2 separate regions of the Arachis hypogaea genome follow, and region 1 is linked to region 2. The links are chromatin contacts, called in public Hi-C maps. All regions are on one chromosome and are shown on one strand. Each heading gives the region's core, a stretch centred on a gene start, on an enhancer-like site or on the middle of the called end of the contact. The rest is flanking DNA. Distances are from core to core; before and after follow the strand shown.

The links. A called contact is a pair of places that touch in the nucleus more often than the background predicts.
Region 1: a contact with region 2 is called in a Hi-C map of leaf, with 2.2 times the contacts expected there. The contact joins the promoter of LOC112715669 here to the promoter of LOC112715666 in region 2. A contact is called at or near these places in 2 of 8 Hi-C or Micro-C datasets (both in leaf).

Annotation. Positions count from the first base shown.
Region 1 is chr10:72,854,430-72,857,857 of arahy.Tifrunner.gnm2.J5K5, forward strand. It overlaps LOC112715669 (CDPK-related kinase 6), which reads right to left and starts at 1,322. Exons shown (of 11, transcript XM_025767456.3): 1 at 401-1,322. The coding sequence starts at 967.
Region 2 is chr10:72,091,564-72,094,898 of arahy.Tifrunner.gnm2.J5K5, forward strand. It overlaps LOC112715666 (inactive casein kinase II subunit alpha-2), which reads right to left and starts at 1,924. Exons shown (of 7, transcript XM_072204898.1): 1 at 1,557-1,924; 2 at 1,331-1,466; 3 at 979-1,108; 4 at 497-691. The coding sequence starts at 1,374. The coding sequence ends at 611.

The sequences.
Region 1 (3,428 bases), core at 72-2,571, 760 kb after region 2:
CTGCACTGCTTTAGATTTCATACTTCTGAGTTTTGTATACTCTTCTGGTGATACTAGCGCTGACTTAGAACTTCAGTCCACAACCACACCAGCAGATTCCATAAGGGGGCATACATCATTTTTCCAAGCAGAGAACTTGAATGCAAAATTTAATTCCGAAATTTCATGAACAAGTAACCACTAATTTCGCTAAATCATCACTACACTACTAACACGTAATTACAGTGCAAAAAAGGGTCACAAAATTCAAGAGCTAATAAAAAATTGACCAATAGTAACAAAGAAAAACCGTATCAAATGATCTTCACAATTCACAGTTCAACATAGTAACAAAGACAAAAGCCCAATTTCTACCTGATCAACAACATACATAAGAAATCACCAACAAGAATCTTCTTACCTTAGCTTTGGATATGATTTTGACGGCAACTGATTGACCCTTAAGGTCACCCTTCTTCCCTTTAGCCCAGCAAGTATGACCAAAATGCCCTCGACCCACTTCCTTTCCTAGCTCGAACTTCGCACCAAAGTTCTTAAAATAACCAAAGCTCTTATCAAGGGACCGCTCTCCACCTTCTGCGCCGGCACCGCCACCACCGCCTTCACCTTGCTCCTCCGGTATGGGACCGTCTTTTGGCTTCGTCTTCCCCTGCCTCCGCAGCAGTGCCGCCATGATCGGCTTCGCCGGTGACGGGGGAGGCAGCGGCCAACGGAATTTTCGCCCTGGCGTCTTCGCCGCCGGCGACGCCGCCACCCCTGGCGGAAGCGGGCTTGTGAAGGGGCTTGTCGAGAAAGAGTTCGCCGGAGTACTCCTCCCCGGAGTGGCCGTCGAAGCATCGCTGACGCCAGACACGGAGTTGTTCCCTACTGCTACCGGCGCCGGCGAGACATGCGGCGGTTTGACGTGGTGATTGGCGGCGGCGCCCTCGTTATCGACGGCGATGCTCTTGCTGCAGCAATGGCCCATGGCGGTGATCGGCGAGAAAAGTCAAAGCCTCAGAAGCTCCAAAACGTCGCCGGAGAATTTGAGAAAAAAATAAAAAAGGAAAAAAACACTGTAGAGAGAGAAGTAAAGAGAGAGAGAGACAGAGAGAGAGAAGAGTTTAATAAGAAGGAAGAAGAAAGAACTAAGGAGAGAAAGGAGAAAATTGAATGAAAAAAAGAAAAGAAAAGGGGAAAGTGAGAGTTATTTTTTTTATTTTGAAGTCAGAGAATTAATTTGAGCTTAATATGGAGACAGTCCAACTGTATTCATTTATTGGGTGAAAGTAAATTGCTTCGTTACGTTGGTTGGATCTTTTCCTTGTGTTTTGAATTGAACCACCTCCCTATAATTCCTCTTAAAGTTAATAAATCCAATGGGACTATTTTATATTTCTCAACAAATTTCTTAATCATCCATATTTTTAATCTTTGTAATATTATATTACTATTTGTTATAATCATCTTGCAATGATTATTTTTTTGGTTTTAAATATATTTGGGGTCGATAACCATATGATTTTCCTTTTGGATTTTGTGGCCATTTAAAGTAACAACGATGTAAACACCACATACCGCGTAACTTGTACCAATATTTTAGTGTTTTTGGATTTCAAAGTGTTTTTAACTTTCTATTGCATATTGTATGGTTTTTAAATTTTTACTTTTTATTTCCAAGAATCCTTTGTCCTCTTTTCTAATATTGTTGGTAAAAAAAAGTAAAAAATAAGAAGTATAATATTTTTTAAAAGATAATATTTTTTTGTTAGAAGTAAAAGATAAATTAGCATATTTATACTCTTATTTTTTTATTTTTAAAATAATTAAATAATTAATCTAATTAGCTATCTTTTTAAATCTTAATTAATATCAATAAAATATAGTTAAAATCCATTTAATTAATACTGAATGTACTATTTTTTATGCCATTTGCATTTTTTTTTAAATAATATAATAATGAAATTTATTGTCAATACTTTTTTTTCATGTAACTTTTCATGGGCTGGCGAATAACAATGTTGAGGAGACTGTGTCAATGTCTTTGGAGTACAGAAGAATATACGAGGATTTTGCAATTGAACAAAAGAGAACTCGTTGCTTAACAGAAACTTCTCGGCGAATGGCATCACATAATCATTGACGTTATGTTTCGGTAAGCTTTTGTATTTTTGTGTAATACTTTTTTGTATTTTGGGTTTTATTTGGTCTTCCTTTTGGTTGCCAATTTGAACATAATAAATCATACGCCCATGCATTCATACAAGCGACCTGAAAAAGTTAAAATCATATTTATCAAAATCAAACTAGTAATTGATCCGGTCAAAAGTATACTGATTTTTTCTTTTGATATTAGATTATTGAATTATAGGTAATTAGTATTTTTTTCATTACAGAATTATTAAATTTTAAAAAATTACATCTACTTAATCTTAGTATTATGGATTATGATAAAATAGATTTATAAAATTAAAAGATAAATTTTATAAAAAAAATTGTGGACACAAAAATTTTTATTGGTCAAAAAGATTAAAGTTTTGTAGACCACAAAAAAATTTAAGTGATAAGTTTTTTAGTTATTATTTTGTATACAAGAATTTGAAAGAGATGAGAGAGAGAGGTGAAAAAACACTGGGTGAAAAACCACTCGGAAGGGTAGTAATAGGCAAATCATCAAACACGAGAAGGATCTTAAATTTTGGAACAAAGAAGAGTATAAGCGATTGGAACATGATACTTTCTCCATCTTTGTTGACAATCTTCCGGCTGATATATCAAAACAAGAACTCTACAGTTTGTTCAACTGGACGGGAACGATTATCGACATCTACCTGTCACGGAAGAACAAAAATGGGCAGATCTATTTGTTTGCTTTTATACGGTACACTACAAAAAGGGGAGTTCTGAAGGCGATTGCAGAAATGAACCATTTTGCAGTGAGAGGAAAGAGAATGTTTGTAGTAGAAGCAAAGTACATGAGAACAATTGAACTAAAGGATGGTAAAGGGGAAGAAGTGCAGAGAACCATAAGACAAAACAAAGATGAAATATCTCAACAGTACAAGGATTCAAGAAAAGTAGAAGAGAAGGGAGAAAAGGACCTAAGAGGTGAGAATGCTAAGGATCCAAAAAAGAATGGATGGACCAAGAATATAGATATTCCAGTTGCAAAAGACAATATCATATGGTTACAAAGGAGTATTGTTGGAGGCACAAAAAGGATGATCAACTTCGAGACGCTCCGTCAAAATATTCATAAGGAATGGCAGTGCGTAACGCATGTAAGGGAATTGGGCGCATACAAAACAATGCTAACGTTCGACACCATTTTTAGTGCAGAGGAAGCGTACACATTCAGAATGAATGATCTGTTAAAATTGCTCCATATGGTATAGAGATAGGATGAGAGCGAGAGAAGTGAAACAAGAAGAATGGCTGGAGTGCTATGG
Region 2 (3,335 bases), core at 674-3,173:
AGTAACCATAATCTTGGTACTTTGTCACTGAAGCATCAAGAAGCTGAACACCGTAGTAGTTCCCAATATACCCTTGCCTTGATTGTATTATCTTCAAAGACTAAATATCAACTTAGTAGATATTGATATTACAAATACATTTAGTGAAAAAAGTCTATTTTCCTACTATGCATTATTCATAAGCAATGGAAGTGATTTTCAAAAATCAAAATCAACTTCCTTACAAGCCACTCTACAACCTATTTCAAACCTCAACCAATTCATTCTTTAATTGCATCTATTGGAGGATTAATGCAGAAGAAGCTGTCAAAGAGCTATGCAGCAATTACTCAACCACTTTCTAATATTTCACCGTAAAGAAAAATACAAAAATCATAACTGAATTTTCCACGAAGCATCGGCATAGATAGTATCTAGAAATATGTCAAACAAATAATGACTGCAAAAATAAGATATAACAGCTGATCTTAGACAACCAATAGAGTATAAAACTTACCTTTAGAAGTTCATAGATATAATATTGAATATCATAATCTGACAGGGTGGGGTAGAGCACTGTAAAATTAGTGTTATTGACATATTCAAATATAAGGCTTGGGGTCTTTGATTGCTAGTCCCTAACAATGTCAAGCAGCTTTATAACATTGGGACCTCCACAAAGATTATGCAATATTTTGATCTCCCTCTTTAACTGCAACCAAAATAACAACTTATAAGATGTACAAACTTATATATACAACCAGAGTATTGAAAAGGGTAAAATCTTACGGTGTTTGAAATTAGAAATTTAATAACAAACTAAATGAACTACTGGACCAAAGTTGGCCATTGAAGCCGCAGCACAGCATTCATTTCCATATGAGGATGGAATGAAGTGAAAAAGTATACTAAAACTGAAAACAGCAGTGTTGCTTTAAATTAAAAATAGCAGTCATATTAGTTAATACAAATTGCAATTGGTGTAGGGATTGGATTCACCTTTTTCTTCTTGACGGGTTTGAGGATCTTGATGATGCATTTTTCATTATCGGTGGAGTAAACACCCACAAAGACCTCACTATATTTCCCTCTTCCCACCTTCCTCACAACCTCGTAGTCATCTTGCTCCCTGCAACTCATGAACACAATTTTTTAGACAGATATTAAATAAACAAAATAGGAAATAGGAAATGAAATTAAAAGTATTATTAATAATAAATATGATTATTGTTACCCCCACTGGACGATGAGACTATAAGCACATAGTGGAACAAATTCAGAACTGATAAAGCATGAAAGAATCAAGCATTAAGTTTCAGCCACAAATAATCCAATAAAATAACAAAATTACCGCAACTCCATTCTCCGCAGCATCGAGCGCTTCATCATCGTCATTATGAAATGTTTTAATGATCCCTTCTTCAGAAACCCTAGCTTCTACAATTTTAGTAGTTGTAGTTGCCATTTCGCAAAATCTATCATATATTCTGAAATTTGGATCAATAATTCAAGAAATCGAAGGAATTAGAGTAAAATATTTTCAAGAGAAACGAAGGAAAAGAGGGAGAAGAACCTACCTAGCGAGCTTGTGGGAGGAGAATCTCACAGCACATTAGCTCGATGGATGAGATTGCCGGCGTAGGAGAATGCCACCGGAGGAGATCATTGCAGTAGGAGATGTCGATGGAGGAGACCATCGCAGGAGGAGACCGTTGTAGGAGGAGATTGTCGTTGGAGGAGAGAGGTCACCAGAGAAGATCGCCACTGAGGAAAACATCGCCGAATGAGGTCGTCGTTGGAGGAGGTCGTCGCCGGAAGAGATCGGTCAGAGGAGGTCGTAGCCAGAGGAGATCAGTCAGAGGAGATCGTCACAGAGAAGATCCCTGTGGCAGCGATTCAAATTTTGCGTTTAAACGGAAAATTAGAATTGGATTAGGGTTAGGCTATTTTATATAGAAGTGATAATGGCATTTTAAAACTGCCAAAATCAACATAAACCGCCACTAAATGCAATTTAATTATGGCAATAATGAAAAACGTCATAATATCCGGGTATTACGGCGGTTTTGTAAAACCGCCGTAATATTTATGCCATTTTATCTCCCTTTTTTGTAGTGTCCTCCCCTCAACTTAGGAGGTTTAGAGACTCATACTGAGGTAAAACTCAATGATAAACATGGATGATGAGAAAAAAGTGATGTATGTTGTTTGAATGACATGAATAAAATACCTTAAATACTAAGCTAATGACTAGTAAGGGTACAACAGTCTTTGTAGTGTTAAAATCTACTTCTAGGACCCAGTTGGTAAGTGTTTGGATTAAGTTTGATGAGATCCACGTGCTATGAGGTCTCTTGGATGTGGAACGCCAGCTAGGGAGTCATCTCTGGGCTTTTGGACATTGGTCTCTGCTTCTTTGGGCGTTGGACGCTAAAAAAGGGGTGTTGGATGCCAGTTTCGGGCCTTCTAAACTATTATACATTTCTGGAAAGATCTGGAAGTCAGCTTTCCATAGCCGTTAAGAACGCTCCATTTGGACTTATGTAGCTCTAGAAAATCTCTTCCGAGTGCAAGGAGGTCAAATCTGGACAGCATCTGCAGTGCTTTCTCTGTCTCTGAATCAGACTTCTGCCCCAACTCCTCAAATTCAACCAGAAAATACCTAAAATGGAACAAAAACATACAAAATCAAAGTGGAATAAAAAAATGAAATTAACACTAAAACCTGTAAAAACTTAATAAAAACTAAGTGAAACTTATTAAAAACTATATAAAAACTAATCCAAAAAGCGTATAACATGTCTGTTCATCAGGTGGCTGTGCCGCTGCGGCGCTGTGTGGCTGTAGGGGTTGCAGGGAAGTGCAGTGGCTGCGGGGGCAGGCTGTAGTGCTGGGTGGCTGGGGGCTAGGTTTAGATTAACTATCAAAACCATTATCATAGATCATTTTAGATCACCCTCCAGAACCATGACCAGAGTCTTTTAGGTCACCATTTCGAAAAACCATGACCATAGACCTTTTTTAAGTCACTCTCCAAAACCGTGACCATAGACACCTTTAGGTCACCCCCCAAAACCGTGACTATAGACCCTTTTAGGTCACTCTCCAAAACTATGACCATAGACCCTTTTAGGTCACCCCCTAAAACTGTGACCATAGATCCCTTTAGGTTACCCCAAAAACCGTGACCATAGACGCTTTTAGGTCACCCTTCTAAAAAATCATGACCATAGACCCTTTTTGGTCCTTGTAAAAAACCATGACCATAGACCCCTTTAGGTCACCCCCTAAAACCGTGACCATAGACCCTTTTAGGTCACCCCCCAAAATCGTGATCATAGACCCCTTTAGGTCAC